2 separate regions of the Anas platyrhynchos genome follow, and region 1 is linked to region 2. The links are chromatin contacts, called in public Hi-C maps. All regions are on one chromosome and are shown on one strand. The core of a region is the stretch at or near the end of the contact, and the rest is flanking DNA. Distances in the headings are between cores, read along the strand shown.

Region 1 (2,700 bases), core at 7-2,506, 280 kb after region 2:
TCTGTAGTGTCTGTACTGAGGCAGAGGTTGTCACAACTACTGAGCTGCTGTCTGAGGCGGGGGGGAGATCCTGAGTTTGGAAAGTAGTACCAAAACCTAGTGCTTCCCTCATTGAGTGTTGTACAGATTTTATTTATTTATTTATTTAGAAATAGCATTTTGTTTCCACGTGTGTTGCATTTAACACAGAGGGACTCAGACCCTCTGTGGTATTTCACCTCTCATCTCACCTCATTTTTGAGGGAGTATTTGATTAGCCATTAAAAATCACTTATCTCCAGCAGAAAAAAAAAAAAAAAATTGAACAGGAAGTGGAGACTGACAGCACTGCTTTCTGCATGACTCTGCATGTTTATCTAATTCACACACTCAAAGCATGCCCAGGAACGATCTTTGGCACTGCAGTGAGATTCCCTGTACCAGTACAAGGCTAAAACACTTCCCAGCCCTCGTTTGGCTCTGGTACCACTCCTGCAAGCCGTGCCTGGCACTGAGCAGCCAGAGCACATGGGACTGCTCGCAGGGCTGCTCCCTGCCAGCTGGCCTTGGCAGAGCATCGTGTTTATTGGTGCAGATGAAGCTGTCCTATTCCTAGCAGTCCGGTCTTTTGGGTACATTCCATACGTCCAGAATACTTCATAAAACAAGACTTTAGATTATTATCTAAATAACTGGATTTCCCTTGTGAGCTTCATTCTGTCTAATGGAAAATGATGGGAAATGCTGAAGTGGCCTATCCTAACTGAATCCCACATGGCAACAGGAGGCTCAGCAAACCTCAGCAGGTGTAAAGCTCTACCCACAGCAGAGCACAGACTGACTAGTAAAACACACAGCTTTGAATGTAGTGAAGCTGACAGCGGTCTTTTAGGAAGAAAACTGACTTTCCTCAACTGTCTTGTTCTGGGAGTAGCATTAGAAGAGCAGAGTGCTTGTCACTTAGGCCTATTTTGTGGCAGTTTACAATTAACCATTAGTTTGAAGGCTGTTTGCTGGCACTTCCCACCGAAAACACGAATTGCAGGGGGAGCCGCGCTCCTGAAGAGAGCACCAACTCGCCCACTCCCCAGGGCTACCCCCCTCAGCCGCCGGGACCCCCGCGAGGGCTAGAAAAAGGGCAGACAGAGACGAGGAGACAGCTTTTAATTGTTTTAATCTCTTAATTTATTGAGGACAAAGCAAGGGACAGCGACAGGGTGGACACATGACCAGTGACAGCTGCGGAAGTATCGGCGCTGCCTGAGGGGAGCGCTGAGGGGAGCGCTGAGGGGAGCGCTGAGGGGAGCCTGCGCAGCTCCCGCCGGAAGCGCCCGGCCACCACACAAAATGGCGGCGCCTACAGCTCGCTTAGCAGTGCGGCGGCTCTTCCTGCCCTGGCGTCCTCGCCTTTTGCGATCGCCCGGCCCGGGGAACCGGGTAGGCGGCGGGGCGAGGACGGGGGGGATCCACGGAGGGCCCCAGCGTCTCGGTGGCTGCCCGCGCTGGCGCTCGGGAGGCCGCGATGGGGGCGGCGGGGGGGTGGTGGTCTTGCTGGAGGCGGCGCGGTGCACGCTGGGAATTGTAGTCCTAGCGGGGGGGCAGTGCGTGCGGCTGCCGCTGAGCATGGCGGGAGCTGTAGTCCTCGCCCGGCTGAGGGGAGGCGGGAGGGGGGCGGCTGCCCCCTCATGGGGACCGGGCAGCGCCGGGCTGAGGGGTGCCGAGCCCCAGGGCTTGCTGCAGACTCCAGTCAATAAATAAATAAACAACACCAAAAGCCACCCTCCCCTGAGCAAACGGGTCTGACTCCATAGCTGCCCCTGTTTTGAATCACAGGACCATTAAAGTTGGAGAAGCCCTCCGAGATCACCGGGTCCAACCACCCCCTACCACCAATGCCACCACTAACCCATGTCCCCAAGCACCACGTCCAACCTCTCCTTGAACACCCCCAGGAACGGTGACTCCACCACCTCCCTGGGCAACCCGTCCCAGTGCCTGACTGCTCTTTCTGAGCAGAAATGGCTCCTCATTGCCAGCCTGAACCTCCCCTGGCACAACTCGAGGCCATTCCCTCTGGTCCTGTCACCAGTTCCCTGTGAGAAGAGGCCGACCCCCAGCTCCCCACACCTTCCTTTCAGGTAGCTACAAAGAGCAATAAGGCCTGCCCTGAGCCTCCTCTGCTCCAGAATAAACACCCCCAGTTTGCAGTCCTTGACATAATTCCTTGCATTGGATCTCCATTCACATTAGAAAACAGGTACCCAAAAAGATTTCAGATGCTAAAGGACATATTCAAGTTCCTACAGGTTTTCTGCCAGAACAGTTGGTTGTAGGGAAGGAGATGAAGTCTACTCCATTTTCATTGTTTTCATGTTTGTTTTTTTTCTTTTTTTTCTGAAGTCAGTTAATGTATTCCCAAATTAAATATTGGCAAATAACTCTGTGTAAAAAATATTTTTGAAAATGCATGCTTTAAAATAGATTTCTGAACTTACATTTAAGTTCAGGAATACATTTTTGGAAGTGCATACTAGGATATAACTTACAGTGTATACATGACTGATGTTTTTTTCTTACAGTCTGTACATGTAGGAACAGGCAGGTTCAGAGTTTCCAAGGCAGCAACAGAAGTAGTCTTAAATGTTCCTGAAACTAGGGTGAGTCCTCTGGAAAATGGCTTGCAAGTAGCTTCTGAAGACTCTGGACTTTCAACATGCACAG
Region 2 (2,700 bases), core at 150-2,649:
GTGGAACTCATTTCCTATTTCTGTCTGAAACCTAAACAGATTGAAAAGGTCAGAGTTGAACTAAAGACAAATATTTCCTGCTACTTTTGACTGCAACTCTCTCTGACTCCCGAGTGAGGACAATGATGATGGTACACAAGGTAAGGCTTAATGCTTTGCCAGCTTTGTACTCCAGTGATGCAGAGCCACCAGAGCTCAAGTTCAGCTGCTCAGCTGGTGGAATTTCATTCCGTGCATGTTGTTGGCATCATGAATTCAGACCTAGGTGATGAATCTAGGTCTTTAATGTTATTTCTGCAATAGATCTGACAGCATTTCATAGAAACAATGACAAATTGTTGACTTGAGAAGCTTTTTGGTCTACTCAAGGCAATGAACTGTTGAGAGCCTTTGGGAGGACTATATCCGTATTCACCAGAAAAAAATTGGGCTATTTGGGTAAAGGTATATTTTATCACTAAATTCCTGTTCAGCAAGAGATATGGAGAGAATAGGTGAGAAAAGGGCAATGGTCAGAGTCAGATTGATGAAAAACTTTACATGAAGATTGAAATTAATACAGGTCTGTTTCTTCTTTTTAAACACAGAAACCAAATTTGAAGGGGGGCAGTTGGTTTGATCAGAAGGGGAGAAGAAAAGGGCAGGAGGAAGAAGGGAAGAAAATGGGAGGAAATCCAGAAGAGTGAAGATGTGTAGTGCAAGCTATTGCCAGGGAGCTCAGCACAGGAAAAGATGGATAGCAGCCTATCCATCTTGTGCTGAGTCACTGAGGCAAAAAGTGAAGTTTTATGGTGTGTGCAGCTGCATGGTTAGTGATGTGGTGCTTTCCACACCTTCACTGCTGGGTGACCATGTCACTAGGGTTCCCCAGGTGAGCACAGGTGCCTCTTAAAGGTTATCGGCATCTTTCAGCCCTTCACACAGGTATAGCAGAGAGCTGTCTTCATCTTCATTTAAAGCAAAGCTTCTTATGAAAGGCTTTATGGCACTTGCTTATGGATTGCAAACTATAAGCCCTGACTTTGACTTCTGGTAGCACAGTGTCTTTTAGGTGTCCATACTTAGATATGAATTTGACTCTCCAAAAATGTCAGCAAAATAACCACCTAAGACAAAGGGGTCTCTTCTTTCCTGTCATTGGCCTGATGATCATCAGGAAATAACAGATTCAAGTGATCTTTTTGACTTCTTAATGAGATGTAATACAGTGCAGGTTTTCAGTGGTGTCTGCTTTTAATTCTGAAGTCTACCGCTTCCTGTTACAGACTCAATATATTAAAGAAACTTGCTGTCTTGCTTCCCCTCCTACCACACATCAAACAACATTCACCATGGCCTGAATGCAATTTTGCTGTGGTGTTGCTGTCGCAATTGCATGAAGTGGTCACTAGATGATACCCTTACACTATATTCCTGGTATTTCTCTGATTTCCCGTTGGTAGCATTCAGGCAACGTACTGCAGTGCTAGCTTGTAGATCTTGGTGGTTGGCTCCAGCAGGGTGAACATATGGTGCCATATGCACTCCTACTTTCCAGCTGCTTATGTAACACGAAGCAAAAAGTACATTTTCTGCTGCATCTACAACAATAAAACACTAATCAGCACTGGTGGCAAGAGGGAAGTGGCTAGCAGAATTGAGTCTCTGCGTTTTATTTTCCTTGGCAAATTGTAGTTTATAGTAGGAAGTGGTTTTTAAGGGCTTCTGAGGTTTTCTTGTTATTGTCATTGTAGAAAAGTGGGGAAGAGGGCAAAATCCAGCACAGTATAGCAAGCCAGAGGAACATTGTGAACTGTGCAATTCCAAAAACTTTCTGCCTTCAAATGTCACTGCTGTGATGTCTGTATTAGGAAGGTAGATGTATATACCAGGGGCAAGAACTGTTAGTGCCATCACTTGTTTTTCAAAATCTGCCAAAAAGAAGTGCCTTCGTCTCACCTCTTCCTCAGCAAAGATCACATTGCTCTCACTTTATAAATAGAGGCCTCAAATCTTTATACCCTGTCCAAGAGCTAGCTCAGGAAACCAGTGTGTTTGAGTTGTTTTTTTTTTCTTTCCTCCTGCCTGTTCACAGTTGAGTTTAAATTAATTTCAGCATTAGAGTCAAAGGCTTTGGAATTGCTATGGAGACGTATGGATCTTGTTTCTTTTCTGGGGATGAGGTGCTGTTACTTGAGGCTGGCAAATGAGTGTTTGCAATGGAAGTATTTAAGCAGATTGAAAGTAGTGGAAGCCTCCAGATGCCAGGGTCGTGGTGTTGTTTTTCTGTTTGGAACTAACGGAAACCCAGGGTGGGATTTATTTGGCCAAAGGTGAGCTCTCACATCTGAATTAGCTGCCTAAGGCTCCTCTTAAAGGATCCTCGTACAGTCAAGTGGAACTCTAGATAGTATAGCCAGTGTAGTTTGAGGTGTAGTTCTTCCCAGCAGAAGCAGTTCAGGTTATGACCTGGAAGTCCCTGCATCTTTGCAGTGGCTTCGTAGGATTCTAAGGTGGCTAAGTATCTGCATTACAGGCACCAAATCTTGAGTTCAAGTTTAGGTAAGTGCTACCCCTGCCATCAAATTAAGGAAATAAAATTATTGGAAAAAAATAGTGGAGCTGATTTTTTTTTTTAACCTTTTTCACTTTGTTTACTATGAAGCTACATTTGTCACAGTTCTCTCAAATTCTTTAATGAGATAGGTATTTCTATAATGA

The links. A called contact is a pair of places that touch in the nucleus more often than the background predicts.
Region 1: a Hi-C map of subcutaneous adipose tissue shows a contact between it and region 2, with 2.8 times the contacts expected there. The contact joins the promoter of PMPCB here to the enhancer-like site in region 2. A contact is called at or near these places in 2 of 8 Hi-C or Micro-C datasets (small yellow follicle and subcutaneous adipose tissue).

What each region holds. Positions count from the first base shown.
Region 1 is chr1:13,252,768-13,255,467 of IASCAAS_PekinDuck_T2T, forward strand. It overlaps PMPCB (peptidase, mitochondrial processing subunit beta), which reads left to right and starts at 1,257. Exons shown (of 13, transcript XM_027459487.3): 1 at 1,257-1,416; 2 at 2,559-2,699. The coding sequence starts at 1,327.
Region 2 is chr1:12,977,027-12,979,726 of IASCAAS_PekinDuck_T2T, forward strand. All of the region lies in intron 19 of GSAP (gamma-secretase activating protein), which reads left to right. Among named protein-coding and RNA genes, the nearest start is that of GSAP, 29 kb to the left of the region's middle. Within about 2 kb of position 1,400, at least 1 of the 8 cell types and tissues checked has an H3K27ac peak or open chromatin away from gene starts, as enhancers often do. A contact at or near this core is called in subcutaneous adipose tissue, where this site is marked.